2 separate regions of the Sus scrofa genome follow, and region 1 is linked to region 2. Evidence: chromatin contacts called from public Hi-C data. All regions are on one chromosome and are shown on one strand. The core of a region is the stretch at or near the end of the contact, and the rest is flanking DNA. Distances in the headings are between cores, read along the strand shown.

Region 1 (4,087 bases), core at 1,160-3,659, 960 kb before region 2:
GGCAGGGCTGGGGTAGGGGGGCGCCCTCCAGCCTGGGTTCAGGCCCTCAGCCCAGTATTCTATTTCATAAGCCCACATAACCTCGGCAGGAACAACGTGATTGCCTCTCCTCTGGGGAACACAGCGTTCCTTTGCCATGGGAATGTTTATCCTGTTCAAACGGGGGAATTTTGGCTTTGGGGTAGGGGCGAGACATGCAGCAAAAATGGCCTTGTAAAGAGAAGGTCACCGTTTGGAAAGAGCACAGGCTGTGGAAGCTGAGATGCCCAGCCTCACTCTTTTCCCTGCCACGAGGTGCTGCGTGGGCCTCTGTTCCTCCCCTTCTAATGGGTTCTTGGGACAATGAAATTGCTGCTTGGTTCTTGGCACACAGTAGGCCCTCAGTGATTTTTAGTTTCCTCTATTTGTGTGCTCCCCAATTGAAGGGAAAAATGGCTAAAACAACCAGATGACGTGCAAGCTGGCGGGTCAGAAACAGAAAGCCTTTCAAAAGTTTCCATAAGGCGGCGGCCACTTGTTAAAACTGGACGATGAAATTGCTGCCCGGGCCACGTCCCCGTCTGAAGGCGGCCAGCCTCAGAGCCTATCCCCGGCTCAGCTCTGAGCCAGTCCATTAAACCTGCTTCCAAGAACACATAATTATCCGCTTGGCGTGAGAACGCTCTCCTTGGCTGCCTGTACCTCCTCTTCTCCCTCAGAAATATGGACAGAAAGGGCTGTTTGGATCAGCCTCACATCTCTCCAAAAAGCCTGGCCTCGTGTTCCCAGAAGGGGCCTGCCCAAAGGCACCACACCGAGCCCTTCCCTCCTCTTTGTAAGAAGCTCTTTGTTGGATCCCTACTGTGTGCCCTTAGGCTTCCCCAGGGGGACCACAACTGCCAGGCTACCGTCAGCAGACTCAGAGTGGAGGGAAAGTGGGGTGGGGGCAGGGCCGCTGGGGCTGCTGTAAGCGTTCAGGGCAGTTCCCCAACCTCCCAGGCCCCTGGGGAGACCTGCCCAGGCTTTCACACCAGGACTTGGCTGAGCAGGCAAGTGGGAGGCGAAGACGCCAGGCCAAGGAAACGCCTGCAAAAAATACACACCTGGTTTGTGCCAGAAGATCCCAGGGGTAGACCTGCTGGAGTAGGGGTCAGCTGGCAAGACAAAGTGAAGCTGTGTGTCAGAAGCCATACTGTGAAGAGTTCTCGGTGGTAAATTTGGACCCTAGTTCTCCCAACATTAGCAAAGATGGCTCCCACTGTATTGCTCTCATTTTGAAATTCTCCTTCTGGCTCTTTTCTCTAAAAGGCTGTCTGTTTCTGGCACCCATGCAAGAACATGCCCAGTGGGGAGAGGCTGCACCCTCCCTGGCACACGCTTGCACATTTGAGAGGAAAGGGCCTGAAATTAAGGGGTTTCTGGAGTTTTTGGTGTGCATCAGTATGTAGCTGTCCCTCCCTGTGGCCTGTCGGGTTTAAGTCTGAAGGAGACCTTGTCCTGGGGCTGAATCTAAAGTAGTCTCATGTATGTCATCTTGCACCCACCTGAGTTAGGAGGTTGCTGAAGTTCTGGAGAAGGAAACATGATTAAGTTTTCCAAAATTTGTGTTGCATTGATACATTTTGCCCAAGGCTTTGCAATTATGGGAATTTGTGATTATGGGAAAGGAGAATTTCCATAAGTCTCTACAGTCTCAAGATTGAAAGGGATATCCTTTGCCTCTCTCAAACATTTTGTAGTGCCTCCGACTGTTGGCTGCAGTCCCATGACCCCATGAGGCAGGCTGTTCTCACTGTGAACAGCTCTGATTACTGGAAACCCTTGGGTCCGGAGAGCTGACATCAAGCCTCTGGGTTTTACCCATCACTGGTTCCAGTTCTGTCATCCTGTTGGCACAGGACACACCCCCCCCATCACACATGAGAACACTGCAGAGATTAACTCTAAGCCTTCCTTTCTCTACGCTGGACCTCTTGAGCATCCCTCGACTTGGCTCACCAGACAAGATCTCCAGACTCTCTGCCATCTTGCCACTGGATCACAGAGACAGCAGAATAAAAGGCAGGGACCTTGCTCTGAAAGGACCTCGCTGAGCTGGCTGAGTCCCTGCACCAGGGGCTCTGCTGATCTCTGAACCGCGTGGCCAGCTGCTGAAAGGTTGAAATCAGCTGCGCATGGCTGAGTGGATGCTGGAATAGGGACAGAATAGGCCTGTGGGCTGGATCCCCACGGAGGTCAGGGAGGGATAAGGCTGAGAGAGAGTCTTGGTCACTAGACAGATAGGCAGGGGAAAAGAGGAAGGGGCCTGGCCAGCCATTGGGCCAAGGTGAGAGGTGCCTTTCTCAGGGCCAGTTGTGTAAGAGGCTGGCTGAGAGCTGCCTCTTGTTAGGGGTGGCTCAGAGCTTTTCTTGGCAGCTCCAGCCCAGTGAGTCTAATGTGGGCTGAGCAGAGCCTGACTCACTGGGGCCAGAGGGTCAAGCTGGGAGGGACTGGGGCAGCATGGGTCCTCTGAGCCATGCACAGACTCTGGGGTTGCACAGTTGGTGCCTATCTTGCTGGCTCTCCTGCAGGACCAGGGCTGGGAATCTAACCAGGGCCCTCAGCTGAAAGGCTCAGGAGCCTATGTGGGATGAGAGTAAGAGGCTGGACCTTTGATCTCTCCCTTAGACTTTCTTTCTTTCCTTCTTTCTTTTTCTTTCTTTCTTTCTTTCTTTCTCTTTCTTTCTTTCTTTCTTTCTTTCTTTCTTTCTTTCTTTCTTTCTTTCTTTCTTTCTTTCTTTCTTTCTTCTTTCTTTTTTCCTTCGCTTTTTTAGGGCCGCACCTGAGGCATATGGAGGTTCCCAGGCCAGGAGTAGAATTAGAGCTGTAGCTGCTGGCCTATGCCACAGCACAACAATGCTTCCTCAGATTTTCACCTGTGTTTGGAAGGATATTCAGAGGGGTGCCCACGCCCTTCTCGGCGGACACTTCTCAAGTGGTCTGACCCTTCCCCAGGCTGGGTACTGGCCCCTGTCTCACCATCCCAACAGCAGCCATTACTGGGCCACCATACTTCTGCTTGAGGGCCCCAACCTACATTAGTCTGCTCTCTGCCACTGGGCCAGGCCCTCCCCTGTCCAGGCCGGCCCCCTAGTCCTCTCCATGTCACCACTGGTGATGGATGAGTCATCTTCAAACACTGCTTGGTCATGCCATGGCCCCAAAAGCTTCTGAGGTGCTCTGCACCTGTCTTGCCACCTCCAGGCATGACCCGTGGGGCTCAGGTGGCACAGGGGAGCTCGCTGCTCTGGGGGTGAAATGTTTTTGGAGGGAAATAGTTGTATATTTAAGCAAATATGGCATATTACAAAGTAGAGTGCACACTTTCTTATTTTCAAACATTTTGAGTCTGTAGGTGGCTGCTTCAGGTGTGTCTTCAAACCACCTGGGGACAATGTGTGGGTCAGTTGGGGCTACTTGAGGGAAAAGTTAAGCAGCCTCAAAAGTGGCAACTGTCCTCGCTCTGCTGTGGTTCTGCCTCTGGGCTGGGCCCCTGTGCCTGAGCTGATTTCTAGCTTCTCCGTCCACAGCACTTGTCCTTTTCCTGTGCAGGAGGCCTCCTCAGGCTTGATTCTCTTCAAGTGTGTTGTTCTCCATTGTCCACCTGGATCCTGTCCCCAACCCACCCCCATTGTTACCATGGTGACTTCCTGATCACCCACAGGTGTTCTGACCTTGCCTTTGACCTGTGGGGGTTGGTATCTGTTTCACAGTGTAACAGCCACACACCTACACACACCCTACATGCACACTCTCATCCACACATGCAGTCATGTGCACACACACACACACTCACGCATTCACACATACACACTCATACACTCACAGGATACTCTGCACATGCACTCATGTACATGCACATACACCCACACACTCTCACATATATCTCGTGCACACATACACACAAATACACACTTATACTCACTCACACACAAGTATACACAGGCACACTCTGTGAACGTGACAAATTCTGCACTGCTGTAAAACTTCATGCACATAGTATTTCACATTTCATGAAGCATTTGCTTCCTCAAAAGATGCCATGATGTGGGGAGAAGTAGGCTGGTGT
Region 2 (3,878 bases), core at 556-3,055:
TGGGTCGTGGGAGGAGGGGTGTTGCCGCGTGTAGGGGATGGGGACTGGAAGACAGCATTTCGGTAGTTACTTATTTTTGTAGAGCCAGCATGCTCTACCGATCAGAAATTGCTATTACCCAACAATGCTTCCATCACAAACAGACACCAAAAACAGCATCAGCATTATCACCATCTTGCTAAAGATCTGCCCAGTCCAGTTTACCTGACTTTGTCTCTGTGGAACTTCTCGGACAGTATTTTAGTCAAAGAGATAGTGGTTTGAAAGACAAAAACAATAAATCGATACTGAAGGGTTCCCTTTCAGGAGTTATTTCCCACTGGAAACCACCGAACGGGGAAGCCTGTCGTTAATTCCCAAGCCCACGACTCCTCTAGAAACACACACAATGCGTGCTTTCAAAAAAGGCATTCGCCTGCTTTTAAGGGAATTCCTGTCTTTTCAGAGTCCCAAAACCAGAGAGCAGGAGAAAGAGACTCAAATCCATTGATTAAGATTTTAAGGAAAAGACTAACACAGAGCCACGACACAAGCACACACCAACCTTCGCCGGCTGGACCACTTCTTCCCTGTTCTTCTTTCTATCAACGACACGTTAGATTCTGATATATTCTCCCCCCCCACCCCCCAAAAAATTCAGCTATATACAATGTAGCTCTCTAGCTCCACTTAACCTGCAAGTTACAAAGAGGGGGGGGGAAATATCCTGCCGCCTTCCCACCCCTTTCCTTACCCCCTCCCCCTCTCGAGTCCACTCCACCAAAGCCAAACCCGCCAGCTCCAGCAGCCGGCTGCCGGACCGAGGGAGGGTGCAAAAGGCTGCGGCGGCGGCGGCAGGGGGTGGGGGAGATCAGATTAGGCCAAGCTCAGTAAGGTCCCAGACCTCCAGCCCGATGCTGCCACCCTCGCCGCCACCAACGAGCCACTCCAAATGAGCCAGCATCACTGCCCACAGCCGACGGGCCGGAATTGCGCCCATCCTCGGCAGCCTCGCCGGGACCTGCATCCCGCCCCTTCGGCCCCGACTCCCCTTCCCGCCCGGTGCAAAGTCAAAGCCCCAGCGAGGCAACGTTAACTTTTGCATGCAGAGAACACACACCGCCCCCGACCCCGGGCGTGCGGGGGCCCGCGGTACGGCGGGAGGCTCGGCGCCCGGCTCCCGGACCAAGGTCGCCGCGCGTGCTCACCCACGTCCCGGCGGCTCCGGCTCCGCTGGCCCAGCGCTCGCTCAGATCCCGGCTCCCGTAGCTCGCCCGAGCCCCCGAAGGTGCTGCTGCGGCAACTCCATGGCGATGAGCATCTGTCACACGGCGAGCAGCGGGCTGGCCGCCCTCGCTCGGGGGGCGCCGGGGCCCCCGGGCGCGCGGAGGCGGAGGCGAGCGGCGGGCGCCCAGAACGGCCCAGCGCTTCCCGCCCGGCGCGGCCGCCTCCGCCGCGCCACCGATTTACGGAGAGAGATATCAAGGGGGAAAATGGCGTCTCCGGAGCCCGAGGAGTCCTGGAGTAATCACATTCACACACACACACACACGCACGCACACACTCGCACACCGCGCGCCGCAAGCCCGGCTAATTTTAGCAGAAGGGCCCCCCCCCAATTATATATATCCCCGTCTCTCCAATCAATGCTATTTTTTTTTCTTTTCTTCAAAGGATGGATTGGAGCCTTAAAAAATGTTGCCGGCTATGGGTTCGCAGGAGGCAGCGCGCGGAGGGCGAGGGCGCTTTTGCTGAGCTGTGCAGTTCGTTCCGCGGCGCCGGGCGGCCCTGCCCGCCGGCTCGTTCGCCCGCGGTCGCTACTGCTGCCGCCGTCGCCGCCGCCGCCGCTCCATGACCGCGCCCGCCCCGCGCCCCCGTCGCGTCCCCTCGCCACCCGCCCCCGTCCCCGGCGAGCGCTGGAGTGGGGTCGGGCCCAAGTGCCTGCCTCCCGCGCCCTCTCCCGAGTCCCGGAGTCCTAGTGAAAGGAAGGGGGAGGGCGCGGGCGGGGGAGGGGGAGGATCGGAGCGGCCGCGCGGCGGAGCTGAGCGGGGACCGCCACCCCGCGATCTGCTTCGGAGGGGGCGCGGGCTCCCACACCTCTTGCCCAACCGGCCGGGGGCCGCTTTCCTACTTGCGCCGGGGGTGGCACAACCAGTAACCAACAAGCACCTCTCCCTTCACCCTCCCTCAGTGAATTTTTGTGAATTTCGATCAATTGGGAAGAGTGGGGATCTTGAGCGGGAGAAGGAACACAGTTCGTGGAGGCGGATCGGGGACCCCTCGTCGCCCCCCGCGCCCTTCTTGCTTCCCCAGCGCCCTCGAGGCCCAGTGTCTCTGCGCGCCCGAGTCCGCCGCGGAAACTGGGCGGCCGCGGGGACCGCGGCGGACTAGGCGCCGGCTCCGGGGCTCAACACTGCCGCTATCTGACACAACAGGAGCAGTGTTGGGGGAGCTGTGTTCCGAGGCGGGAGATGTGATAGGCTCTGAAACTGGGTGCATTTTTTTTTTTAATCTGGTAATTACATTTCAGGGGGTTATTTTTTTGTTAAGCGACACGTATGCCTTCAGATGCGTATGTGCATTTTCTAGTTATTCACAAAAATTGGACAATTGATGACGGGAAAGACACCTTGAGATGACGTTGGCATGCAGTTCTCTATTCAGGATAGTGGAAAGAATAAAATGGAATATCTTCAGTTCATACAAAATATGGTGGTATTTTAATTTGGCTGTTTGTTTTCGGATTGCAAAGGGGACCTATTCAGGCCACTCATTTGCAACCTCGGGCAACTGAGAAATGGAACCCCTCAGGGGCATGTCTACATTATAGGACAATATAGGACAGAAATGGTTTAAGGGGGTTTGCAAGTGGTTTTTCTTAAAGACCTTGAGTAGAGTTTAAGATACCTATTCTCAGAGCCCTGGGAACCTTGAGAAAATAAAGAGATAATCTGAGTAGCTGATAGGAATGCACACAACACAGGTCTCTTAGTCCTAAACAATCTCCAATGCCAGCATCTTGCAGTCATTCAGCAAATAATTATGTAGCATGAACTATCTCAGACATGATGGCAGCAACTAGAGATTCAAACTCAGAATTCATAACCCAGTGAGAGACTGGCATGCAAACTTTGAACTACATCTAATGTATGGAAATATCAGAAAGGAGATGTTTACAAAGTACATGGAGCACAGACACAGAAATGGTATGAGGGTGAGATCAAAAATAATATTCTCTTGAGAATTGCCCCACATTTATTACCTGTTTAACATAGCCCTTTCCTTTTCCCCTTTTTACGAATATACCTTTTTCCCTCTAAAACCTGTTTTTCTAACCAAGATAAAAGTTTTGAGGACAGGTCTGTGCCTTGCATGGGCAATGCCACTAAATGTAGGCAAGAATAAATGTTCCTCTGATATCACCAAATAACTGACTGGCTGCCAGATGGGCTGTCATTTTGTGCATTAGACAACCCTATGCCTAACCTGTAAAATGACTATAATGATACTCCCTCCCTCTCCCAGGCCACACCAGAGATACTGCAAGGAGCTGCAAGATAATCATGCCCCTACAAGGCTTGAGAGCCAGATAAAAGGCATACAAGCAAGGTATAGTTCAAAGTACAAAGGTAGGTCATGTCATTTTTCACATCTCTGAAACTAAAGGTAGAAAGAAATGAGTCAAACGCCTCCATTCTTCCTTTATAAGAAGTTGAGATCAAATAGTATAATCAAATCCTCAGAGCCAGTCATCTTCCCTTCTTGTGTTCAAATACTGTATTGATTCTCACCTTTTTAGAAAATGAAGTAGTATTATCTAATGTAGTGTTTCTCAATCCTTATTGTCAATCAGAATTACCTGGGGGAAGTACTGATGCTTGAGACCCATATTGATTTAA

What was found. Hi-C and Micro-C count contacts between places; a contact is called where the count stands out from the background.
Region 1: a contact with region 2 is called in a Hi-C map of embryonic fibroblasts, with 4 times the contacts expected there. The contact joins the enhancer-like site here to the promoter of SETBP1 in region 2. A contact is called at or near these places in 7 of 47 Hi-C or Micro-C datasets (embryonic fibroblasts, heart right ventricle, mesenteric adipose tissue and 4 more).

What each region holds. Positions count from the first base shown.
Region 1 is chr1:95,252,798-95,256,884 of Sscrofa11.1, reverse strand. The region is part of intron 3 of SLC14A2 (urea transporter 2); the gene reads right to left. Among named protein-coding and RNA genes, the nearest start is that of SLC14A1, 100 kb to the left of the region's middle. Within about 2 kb of position 2,409, at least 19 of the 83 cell types and tissues checked have an H3K27ac peak or open chromatin away from gene starts, as enhancers often do. A contact at or near this core is called in embryonic fibroblasts, mesenteric adipose tissue, omental adipose tissue and 2 more, where this site is marked.
Region 2 is chr1:94,293,259-94,297,136 of Sscrofa11.1, reverse strand. It overlaps SETBP1 (SET-binding protein), which reads right to left and starts at 1,805. Exons shown (of 7, transcript XM_021092436.1): 1 at 1,188-1,805.